2 separate regions of the Mus musculus genome follow, and region 2 is linked to region 1. Evidence: chromatin contacts called from public Hi-C data. All regions are on one chromosome and are shown on one strand. Each heading gives the region's core, a stretch centred on a gene start, on an enhancer-like site or on the middle of the called end of the contact. The rest is flanking DNA. Distances are from core to core; before and after follow the strand shown.

The links. A called contact is a pair of places that touch in the nucleus more often than the background predicts.
Region 2: a contact with region 1 is called in a Hi-C map of bone marrow-derived macrophages, with 29 read pairs. The contact joins the enhancer-like site here to the promoter of P2ry6 in region 1. A contact is called at or near these places in 10 of 39 promoter capture datasets (the C10 cell line, the HPC-7 cell line, cranial neural crest and 5 more), 3 of 15 datasets of contacts at CTCF or cohesin (the NIH/3T3 cell line, large pre-B cells and pro-B cells), 22 of 484 Hi-C or Micro-C datasets (bone marrow-derived macrophages, differentiating embryonic stem cells, embryonic fibroblasts and 6 more), 15 of 115 datasets of contacts at active chromatin or transcription factors (the HPC-7 cell line, SST interneurons, VIP interneurons and 11 more) and 5 of 9 other capture datasets (adipose tissue, embryonic stem cells, liver and 2 more).

The regions. Positions count from the first base shown.
Region 1 is chr7:100,962,265-100,967,740 of GRCm38.p6, forward strand. P2ry6 (pyrimidinergic receptor P2Y, G-protein coupled, 6) reads right to left here and starts at 2,102. Exons shown (of 3, transcript NM_183168.2): 1 at 1,955-2,102.
Region 2 is chr7:101,286,265-101,292,211 of GRCm38.p6, forward strand. Atg16l2 (autophagy related 16-like 2 (S. cerevisiae)) reads right to left here. Exons shown (of 18, transcript NM_001111111.1): 12 at 5,844-5,915; 13 at 5,615-5,735; 14 at 5,223-5,328; 15 at 4,318-4,467; 16 at 4,099-4,146; 17 at 3,906-4,007; 18 at 3,352-3,670. The coding sequence ends at 3,583. Among named protein-coding and RNA genes, the nearest start is that of Atg16l2, 13 kb to the right of the region's middle. Within about 2 kb of position 2,452, at least 39 of the 459 cell types and tissues checked have an H3K27ac peak or open chromatin away from gene starts, as enhancers often do. A contact at or near this core is called in bone marrow-derived macrophages and neural stem cells, where this site is marked.

The sequences.
Region 1 (5,476 bases), core at 852-3,351:
GCACAGCTAGCTGGCTTGTTCCTGTTCTCACCTCCTGTGCTCTGGCATTATAGATGACCCACCTCACTCACATGGATTCTAGGGATCTGAACCCCCATCCTTACACTTACAAGGCAAACACTTTAACCTCTGAGCAATCTCCCCAGTCACACACTTTCAGCTTTGCATCAAAGGAGTTGTTTGCTCCTTCATTGAGGTGTTCACTCAGCCAGACAGCCAGCACATTAGCCAGGCTGCCACAGTGAAAACCGAGTTAGGTCTTAGGAACTGAAGTCTAGTATTGCCACCAGCAGGCTGAATTCCATGAATTCTGAGATAGGCACTTCTCCTCACAGACCTCCATCTCCCTGTCTGTAAAATGGAATACTAGTAGCATCTCCAGAAGACATTGGAATATCACAAAGATTCAATGGGACAACTGAGGTTCCCAGCCAGCTCTGAGACTCAGAGGGAGGGTGGTGGCATAGAGGAGCCAGGCAGATTCTCAGCACTGAAGACAGTCCTATAGGGACCCCCACCCCCCAGTGAAGTCTGTAGGAACAGTTCCAGGGTGAGGCAAGAGGACAGGCTAGAGATAATAGTTAGTGTTAGTTTCTAGACTATGACCCCCCAACTCTTCCTGGTAAACTAACAAATAGTAAGGATATACCAAAAAAAGAAAAAAAGAAAGAAAGAAGAGAAGAGAAGAGAAGAGAAGAGAAGAGAAGAGAAGAGAAGAGAAGAGAAAAGAAAAAAAGAAAGAAGGAAAGAAAAAAATTTCTCCAGGCTGGCCTTGAACTCATTACGTAGCTGAGGATGACCTTGAATTTCTGATCCTCCTGCTTCTACATCCTGAGTAGGGGCATGACAGATACTCACTGCCATGCCCAGTATCTTGTAGTGCTGAGGATCCAGCCCAGGGCTTCAGACATGCTTTGCAACAAGCTGAGCTTCATCCTAGCCAAATGGAGTCTCAGCAGTAGAAACTCCCACTGGCACTGGAGCTACACACACTCACGAACTACACATCCACACCTTTGTCTTGCACACACATGCAGATGCACCATGGAAGGCATAGCACTTGGTACATGCATGTAATCCTAGCGCTGGGAAGGCTGCGCCAGGTACAAAGCTAGCTTCGTACGTTCCGGAGGTAGCAGTACCAAATATGGGGCGCCTGCCTGCCTTTCCTCCGTCAGGATCAGCAGAGGCAAATGTGAACAGAAACCCTCAGAAGGATTTAGCCCTGCTCCCAGATACATCCAATTACTCTGCTTTTCTTCCCCTTAACAAGCAGTGCCTGGACTCAGGGAATCCGTTTTCCCAGTGGAGTTAACCTCAGGCTACATTGTATTTTAGCATCCTTCCTGCTAGTTCCTGCCAAGGCGCCTGAGCAGCTCTGAGAGTCCCGCCCAGCCCCTCCCCAAGGGACCCTCTTTACTCTCTAAAATTTGACACACACAGAGTTTTGGGTTTTTTTTTTTTTTTTTTTGAGATAGGATCTTTCTGACCTGCAACACACAAGAGATGCACTATGCAGAAGAGGCTAGTCTTGAACTCACAGAGATTGCCTACCTCTGCTGGGATTAAACACATTTATATGCTATATCATCTAGCATAGACAATACTCAGGCACATGCTCAGCTACTTGAACTCACAGGTAAGAAGTTGAGGCCCAGAAAGGGGAAAAAATGTCATGTTTCATTCAGAAGTCAAACTCTGACCTCTGCCTCAGTATTCCACCTCCCCACCCAAGACACAGTCAGGTCCCCATTTCCTTGCCTCCTCCACTCCAGGCCTCTGTGCCTTGTCCCCCGGTGTTGTGCAGCCTAGTTCTGGGCAGAACTTGGTAGAGGAAATAAGAGGAAGGGAGAAGGCCCCACACCCACCCACACCTGCTCAGCCTTCTGCACCCAGCCCGGGACTGCAATGGTGTGCACAGCGGGCAAACACTGGAGGAGGGAAGCACCCTTACCTGAAAACTCCCTCTGACACAGCAACCGCCTGCAAGCCATGAGAACTGGAGCAAGCTAGACTCCCGAAGCAGCCCCTGCCACCAGGCAGTTCTTGTGCCCCAGAGTGCAGGAGTCTGGGAGGTGGCAGATGAGGTAACTGGGACTACCAGGAGGGGAAGTGACACTGTCTCTCAGGCCTCAATCTGGAGATCTTGCTCAAGTGTCTGGCACAAGGCTGAGTCAGCCACTGCCGGACTAGGAGCAAGTCACCCCTAGCTCTGCCCACTCAGCCTAGCGATGGGGACCGTCGGACCATCAGTTTAGCCTGAGGGTTCCTGGGAAGATGGAAGGAGGGAGCACTCAAGGCCCAGGGCTGGGCACAGGGAGGCTCCTAGCTACACACCAGCTCCCCTCCTGGCCTCTCTCAAGTTTGGACAGAGCCTGGCTCCTGCTCATTACTGCCACAGGGAACAATTACCCTGGTTTCTCAGCAGTGCCTGGAAGGCTCATTAAGAGAGACCCAGACCCCAAGATTAAGGAATCTGTTGTCTGTGACTCCAACCATGCATGTCCAGACACCACTCTCCAGGGACCAAGAATGGCTCCTCAGAAAGAGGGTGGCTTGGAAGAAGGGCAGAACAGGGGTGACTCTTCCTCCCTAACCTCCATCCATCCTGGGGCTTGGGCAGGACCAGCAGAAGGCAATGGATAGCTCTGCCTGGGTACTTGACTGGCCCGGACAGCCCCTCCCTGTCAATCGGATTATCCCCTATCCCCTTTCTCCTCGTCTGGTGTCATTTACTAGGAGTGAGAGTGCAGAGCAAAGTCTCTGATCGGAGGTGAGAGCTTTAGAGAAAAATCAAGAGAGGTGTGTTGAGTAGAGTTAGGGTCTCCTCAAGTGGACTGAACTAGGATTTACTAGGTCTCCGTTTCCTGTACCACTTTCTGTCTCTCTCTGGAGAAGTCCACCCAGCCTGGAGGAGACCGTACCTCAAGCCCTACAGGATGGAAGCAGGCCAGGAGCTAAGGCCAGGCAGGCTCCTGGGCCCTGCTTCAGTTCGGAACGCCAATGCTTTGATTTGTGCCCAGAGCCTGGCCTGCAAGCCCTCTGCAGGCCAGAAGAGGAAATACACCCTCTGACCTACCCCAGCAGAGGGGTGGCTCTGGGGCCTTGCCTGGGTTCCAAGACAAGGCAGAGGTGTCTTGTCCCTTGGTCCTCTTCCCTGGCATGTATACATGAAAGAAGAGCCTCACAGTGGAGTTGTGTGAGGGAGCTAACACAGCTCCAGGTGTAGGAAGATCAAGATTCCCTACACAAAGCTTGCTTGGTGGTCCTAGCCTGCCCCATCCCCTAGGCTCCCAACCAAGCCCATTTTTCATACTCTAAGCCCCAGAGGCAGAAAGCATTTTCCCTTAGCCCAAGGATAAGATGGCACTGGTTAACTCTGCTTGAATTTGCTGTGTGACCTTAACCAGTGTCTGTCCCTCTCTGGATCTCAGTTCTCCTATCTGTAAGATGTAGTAGTAATAGCAATAGTAATAGTAGCAGCTGCAGTAGTAAGAATGATGATGATGATGATGATGATGATGGTGGGGTGATGATGATGATGGTGGTGGTGGTGGTGATGATGATGATGGTGGTGATGATGATGATGATGATAATAAATGAAGGCACCCACATCTTGGTGGTACCATGAATGGTCATCACAGTAACTAAAAGGCAATGTGCAGACCAAGATAACAGAGGGTATCACACGTTCCTCACATCCTGAGACCCTGATCTCTCAGGGCCCCTGGCAGCAGGCCCATTCTCTTGATAAGAAGTAAGTGTGACTTCATAGAAAACAAAGAAGTCGCTACTCCCACCCAATAGCAGGCCACTGACAGGAAGATCCCTCTGTCCCTGTGTAGGGAAAATCCTGAAAAGGAATACTGCAGTGGGGGGGGGGGGCAAAGTATCCAGAGGGTCAGCTCCCAGGCGAGAGGACGTGGCAGTCAACCTGGAGGAATGCTGGGCACGCACACTTGCGGGCTGGTCAGGGAGTGCGTTCACCTCTACATTGTGGGGTACAGTGCTTGTGTGCATCTGTGCCTTTGCTGTGCTGTCTACATACCTCACTCCAGGGTACCCCAGAATTCCCAGTCCACAGCAGTGTTTTCCCAGGCCCGCAATTCCAGGGCAGCTCAGATGCCATAGGAGATTTGTAAGGTGGCAGCCACCACAGGCTCCTCGACTTTCCCCAGAACAAAAGCAGTTGCATAAGAAGAGGAGGAAGGCTTAGGGGATTAAGCAGGCTCTGCCAGATCAGCCCTGGGTGTGGGCTTCTCTGGAAGGGCCAAAAGCCCCACTATCCTCAGACCTTTAGTGGCCCAAAAGCAATGGGCACTGAGCCTTCTTCTACAATGACCTCTCTGCCTCGAGCCACCTACAATAAGTCAGACACTCCCACACAGCCAGGCTACCCTGAGAGCCCTGTCCCTGGTGACCACTGCTGGATCAAGCTCACTGCCTTCCTTCTGGCCTTCCTTGGGTATATTTACCCCTTGCAGAACTGTGCTTCCTGCAGCAATAGATGAGAGCTCTCCCTGCCCACTGAGGATTGAGAAGGAGCCACGGGTAGGGATGGTCTCTTGTATATTCTAGGTCCCAAGGCCCTTATCCGATGGCTCCTTGCCACCCTCAAGATGTGAGAGAGTCAACACCATTCTCCGTTCTGTCTGGAATAGGAGAGGCCTGGTTGGGTTCTGTAGGAGATGTGGCCTCCCTGGGCGTTAGTGTCACTTCAAGCTCTTGGCTAGTAAGCTGGGTGCTGTTCTCAGACTGGGGGTAGGGGGCGCTCTGGCTGAGCCACAGAGCTCCTTCAACCCATCCCACTAGGATCCTGGGGCTGCTGTTTGCCATCTTAGGAAAGTACAGATACCCAGAAGAAGAGCAGGTAGCCCATGTCCACCCGTGGTGTAACCCCTACTGAAGTATGCCCATCATATTCAGACTTAGTACACAGATCTACAACACACACACACACACACACAATAACATACCTATGCACTCATGTCCAGCAGAGCCCATGCAGGGTTTAAGCTTAGTTTAGCAGCAAGATGGTGCAAGGCTCTTGCAGAACCAGGAAAGAGATGATCCCGATTTCTCCAAAGGCTGCTAGACTTCTGTTCCCTCACAGACAGGTCACGAGGTTTCCCATGGATACAGATCACTTAAGGCCACTTAGTGGTGTGGTGGGCTCATTCTTAGAAAGGCCCGGGTCAGACCGCACAGAGAAAACAAGCAAAAGTTCTTCAGAAGATAGCTTTTGACAGAACCGCTCAGCCGCTGGCTCGTGGTAATGTGCTAGGCCTGGGGAGAAAGTTCAGAGAGCAGAAACAGCCACCACACGTCCTGGACCTGAGTCAGAACCTGAGCGAGAAGCCTCATACACTGGAATGCACTTGAAATCCCAACACTGTTGCAGCAATATGGGTGGCAAAGACAGGAGAATCACGTGGGAACTCACCAGGACAGTTACGCCTGGTGCACGCAGAATTCC
Region 2 (5,947 bases), core at 1,202-3,701, 320 kb after region 1:
GCTTCAGGATTTGGTTCTAATTACTGCCCATCTCTGAGTAGCCTTAGGACAGTATCTGGCTGCAATGAGCCTCTGCATTTATTTAGTTTAAGTTGGATACACACACATACCACACACACAGTGTCAGAAATAAAACCAAATTACAGAAATTTTAGGTCAAGGGGAGAATAAACATTTTTCTTCCTGAAATCCTGCAACTTGACATAGCAAGTTTTGTTTCCTCCTGGGATTTTGCTGGGTTTGCTTTATAAAAGCATGAGCTGCCAAGAACTACGAGAACACCAAAGAGTGTCTTGTTCCTGGACTATTTTCCTTTGGATCAGTGGCCAAGAAAACACATAGGACTCCTTCATGTCTTTTCCTGAGAATGCTGTTCAAGGAACATGTTTCTGGAATGTTATCCTGAAGCATAATAGAGAAAACCTGTGAGTTAGGGTTCACAGGTTTATATGCCAGACACACCAGTAAGGGGCAGGGAAAGAACTGGGTGGAGACCCATGAACAACCTCTGCCGTGCATGGATTTGCCTGCCATAATCTAAGTCTCAGCCCTCAACTTCATCTTTAACTTGGAAGTGAGAAGATAATATAAACTGCCTCAGATCCAGGAAGATTTAGTAAGATGATGTACAAGTGAACTAAAGATAGTTACTAGTGGATATACTTGCAGCAGACATGGCACTTACCCACGGTATATCTGAATCTCACAAGTGGGCCTACACCTGGTTATCAGGATTCTTCTAGAGACTGTCTACAGGGCACTGGAGGGGCTTCTCACATCTTAGGCGAGAGACTCGAGAACAGGCTTGAGCTAGCACTGGCAATAGGATCCCTACAGGACTTGTCTCTTCTCCCTAGGGTCTCAGGATCAGAAAGGGTTGAGCCTAGCCAATTCAGGCAGCAGGCCTCACATCTGTATATCAACCCCTGAAGGACGTTCCATAGTGGGGAGGGGTACATAACAGCCTGGAAAACATTATGACTTCCCTGAGATTCATAAGATAGGAGTGGGAGAAGAAGCTAAACTGGTTTCCACAAGACTAGGCCAGTCCCCTCTACTGAACCTGAGTCTAGTTTTTGCCAAAGAGAATCAGAAAGTTCACCAATATTTTGCTGTTTTGGCCTCTCTAAAATTAAAAAAATGTTTGAACAGTCTTATGTAGCCTAAGCTGTCCTCCAAATCATGATGACCTTGGGTTTCTGATCCTCTTCTAAGTGCTGGGATTCCAGGCATAATATACAATACTCAGTTTCATGTGATGCAGGAGGTTGAATCCGAGCTTCATGCAGGCTCAGCATGCATCCTGCCAACTAAGCTAAGCCCCTTTCATATAGTTGTGCTTTGTGATGCTAGGCAAGCTCAGGCTATTCTAATTTTTATTAGGAACCCTAGGAATCTCTCCTTTGCTGGCCTTGGCTCTTCCTCAAGAGAACTGAAGGGGCAGAGAGGTCCCTGTACCCAGGAGTGAGTCACATTTCCTAGGTAACTCTTACGGGTCATTAAAATAGTTCACTACTGCCTGAGGTACGATGGAAACATCTGCAGGGACTTGGCCCAGATGCTGTGGCTGGAACAGCAGTCTCCCAGGACTCACTCTCAAATCCTAGCACATGCCTCCAGAGGTAATCTTCAGCTCAGAGTCCAAGGTGAAAGAGCATTTGGGAGTGTCAGGTTAGGCACAGCTCTGTGTACCCCTGGTGGAAAAACCCTGCCCAGTTGAGAGCCTCTGTCTCTTGAAATTTTGGTTTTGTGGTGCAGGGGCTAGAGAAATGATTCATAGGTTAAGAGCACTTGCTGCTCTTGCAGAGGACCTGGGTTCAGTTCCCAGAAGCCACATGACAGCTCATAACCGTCCATAACTTCAGTTTAAGATGTCCTCTGTGGGCACCAAGCACGTACACATGCACTTATATACATGCAGGCAAAATATTCAAACACACAAAAAAAGTTGTATAAAAAGAGAGGATGTGGGTTGAAGATGTAGTTTGTACATTGCTTTTCTGACCCAAACAAATCCCCAAGGTTCCAGTCTCCAACACCATATGGGGATACATATTTGGGAGGTGAAGGCCCAGGCAGGAAGGAGGTCACACTCAGCTACATAAATGAGTAAGTCTGCAAGGAGTGATGCGGGAACCATTCAGCTGTGTATAGCTGTGTTACCTTGAATGACAATCTTTTCTCACTTTAGAACGTGCTCCATCACAAATGCTTAGGAGGAACAAATAAGGCTCAGAAGCCAGAGCAAGACCGAGGTCTGGGTGATCCTCAGTAATGGTGGCCACTGGGCGAGTTGGTCTTTCCCAGAAGAAAGGCAGAAAGAAAAAAAAAAAAAACAAAATAAAACAAAACTGCTGACCAGGAAACTAGTGACCCCTGGTGGCCACTGAGAGCTGCGCCAAGGGGATGGCCAAGGCTGAGGAGCTGGAATGTCCCATCCCTGGAACCTTCCACTGTTGAACTTGCAAAGCAAGAGAATATAACCACCCAGGAAGTATTTCCTGGGGCCAGGACTGGAGGCAGGGAATACTGTTCTCTTACAGTTGCTCCCAGTTTTAAGAAGACAGGCAAACTAGAAGTAGGGGACCAAGGCCTCTTACTGAGCCTGACAGTTAAGGATAGGCTGTCAATAAAGAGGTCCCAAAAGATAACCTGAATTGTCGTTGGGAGAGACAAGGACATTGAAGGCAGAGGAAAAAGCATGTGTAGGACCAAAGTGACGAACTTCTCTGAAGGCAGAAAGGGGACTTTTGGCCATGCTGACCATGGTACCTTAGATGCTGAGGGCTGAGGCAGTCAGTGCCTGCCACCCCGACACTGAGGCTGAGGCCAGATTTCCACAAATTCTGAGCTATTACATGTGTGCCTGACTAGACAGGGTTACATGACCCTGTCCAAACAACAACAAAAGCTGAGGAAACTGTATCAGGACAAGTCTAGGGGAGTGAAGGCACCTTTAGAGAGCAGCACTAAGCGCAGTCGCCCCAGAGACTGGCACTGTGGCTGCAAGGGCAGAGGTAACATACAAGGGAAGGAGATAGTGGCAGGAGGCCACCCATCATCCAGGACATAGGACTACAGCTCAGACCATTGTCCCAGGCTCCAGGCAGGCCTCTGCCAGCTATTCCGATGTCACTCTGGTTTATTCACCCTTTCCATCAGGTCCACTCCCTAGATGAAAAGCTGCTCTTTGCTGCCCTTGCCTGAGCCTTTCTTCATGTTATCCCACAGCTAGACTGGAACAGCCCATTTCCCAGACAGAAGCTCTGCTACAAGGCCCTAGCTCTATGGAAAAAGAAGAGGCTAAGTCTAAGTGTCTCTGTACCCACAAATGCTTCAAAGAGGCAAGACACGGCTTAGATACAGTTTTTAACACTGAAGAGAGTAAACAAATAGATTTTAAAAAACAAAACTGTAGTTCCTAACCCACACTTTGATTTTTAACAAACAGGCCAGGTCCTGCCTGGCCCTCACATGAATTCTGTAGTAGACCCCAACCCCAGCTCTGGAGTCCTGAGCACAGGGAAGCTGTTCTCTGGCTTCTGGCTTCAGAGTCCAACCCATACAGGGAACTTGTGCCACTCAGTGCCAGAGCACCACCTTCCTGCCTTGGTCCACACTCACAACGTGGTTCCCGGAGAAGCACCAAGCCACGGCATTAACAGCAGTGCTGAAGAGGGAAGACAGACCTCAGGAGGGCAGCAGGAGCAGGCAGGCAGCCTTACTCTGACCCTGGACATCCAACCAGCAGGCGGTTTGAGAAGCCTCTGTAAGCCCAAGACAATTTCCTTATCTATAAAATGGGCTCTCAGGATGGTAGTAATGAGCCCAAATGCATGCGAAAGGTCTGGGGACATATCAGAACATGGAAGTTTGCGTGTGGAAGTTTTCAGTAGGCTGCTCACCAGTGGGGTCCCTGTAGGCTGGTCTCCAGTTTCCCGGTGTTCACATCCCAGATGTACAGGTCGCCGTTTGAAGAGCCTGCCAGTGCATAGCTTCTGTCAGGGCTGTACAGGTCACAGCAGAACAAGAGGAGAAGATCAGAAGTGTAGGCACACAAACACAGGCCTATGTATAGGCATGACCTCCCAGACGCACCTGAACACAGCTTTGGTCCAGTCAGAACTGCACTTGAAGCCATCTGCCCTGAGGACAGAATAGGACTGCAGTCAGAGAAGCTGCAACCAGTGTTCCAGTCTTCCTCCAGATGTGAAAAGGGACCAGCACTTCAGCAGGTTCTAGTCTAGAGGTTCTACGCTAGAGTGCCTCCCGGGACTTTGCTTGCACAGGAGAGCCCCAACTGGCCCAGGCCAGTACCTGAACACCTGTCGGATATTGCTGATTCGCAGGTCGATAACCTTGAGTGTGTTGTCTCGGGAACAGCTAAGCAGATGCAGCTGGTCATAGCTGAGGTGCAGGGAGGTAACCCGGCCCTGCACGGGGATGACCTGGATGCAGTGAGGGCCCCTGTGGGGTTAGGGATGGAGAGGGACGCGGAAGAGACATCCTTAGACACTTTGGACAGGCTGTATGTGGCCACATTCCCAGGTAACATAGTCTCGAGAAACCCAGGGCGTGAATCACTGGGGCTAAGGCTGACAAAACTACTGCCCCTTCCCACTGTGGATTAGACAGTTGGATCACTAAAGAGTAACAGTGATAGCCAGATAGGGTGACACTGGCAGGTAGTCACAGCTGAGGTCGGAGAATCATAAGATCCTAAGTTCAAGACCATCCTGGAAAACTTTATTGAGATTCTGTCTCAAAATAAGAATATAAAAAGGGCTGGGAGCATTCTCCTAGCAGACACAAAGCCCTGGGTTCAACCCCTAGCAAAGGAGCAATCTCAAAAAGAGGCTGCAGAGACCTGCAAAGCTCTAGCTCTGCCTTTGTCATCCATTCATGCTTAACGATGGGCTTATTACTTTAAAAAGCAGCTATTCTTTTGTTGCTGTTTTTTTTTTTATGAAAAAGTGGTGATAATATTAAAAAGGTGCTTGTCTGTGTTGGCTGTAAGGCCTGGGAAGGAGTCCAGTGCTGACTAAGAGCCGCTAAGAAGGTGGCACAGCTTCCCAGACATGCTGAACCCTCAAAGACCATGCCCAGCTGAGGCCACCCACTGGCAGTGCTTGTCTGACAGCCATACTATCCATAACCCTGCCTCCCACAGCCAGAGAAAGGAACGAAGACTCAGTGGCCTCCACCACCCAGGCCTGTATCACCTGCTGTCCCAGAACCGGATCTTTTGGTCATTGTGGCCACTGATGATGATGTGGTCCCCGCACACCACGTCATTGCAGTAGGAAAGTACATTGATAGTCCTGGAACCTGAGGGCCAGTGGGAAGAGCTCAGAGTCTCAGAGAGTCATCAGGAGCCACTACATTTGGTGGCTGTAAGGTCAAATAGGGAGGTCTCCTTCCAGGGCTCAAGCTATCTCTAATTTACCTACCAAAGGCCAGGGTTACCAAGAAAGCAGGAAAGGAGCAGCAGTGACAGAGAAGGAAATCATTAGAAGGCTGAGCCCAAATGAATATGAGTCCCGCGGCTACCACAACATAGCAAGGTAAGGGCCCCGATGACTGAGAGCTGGGGGCAAATGGGATTGGGCCTCACAGTAGGCGCGGCCCAGGTCCCACTCCTTCACTGTCCGGTCTCGGCTCCCAGTCACTGCCTGGTGCCTTGTTAGCTTGAATTTGGCAGCAGTCACTTTGTCCTTGTGTCCGGACAATGTTTCCTGTCCCCATAGAAAGCACACATTAATCCAAGCCCCCCAAATAACCACTCTGCAAATCTTAAGTAATAACCCTTTAACCCTTAGGCAACCTCCCCAGCTGGGCCTCACCTTGGACTGAGTCTCTCCCACCTTCCAGAGCTGGGCAGCCTGGTTGTAAGTAGCTGCCAAAACCTGGGAGCCCTGGAGAGAGGGAGAAGGAAAGGCCCTGGACA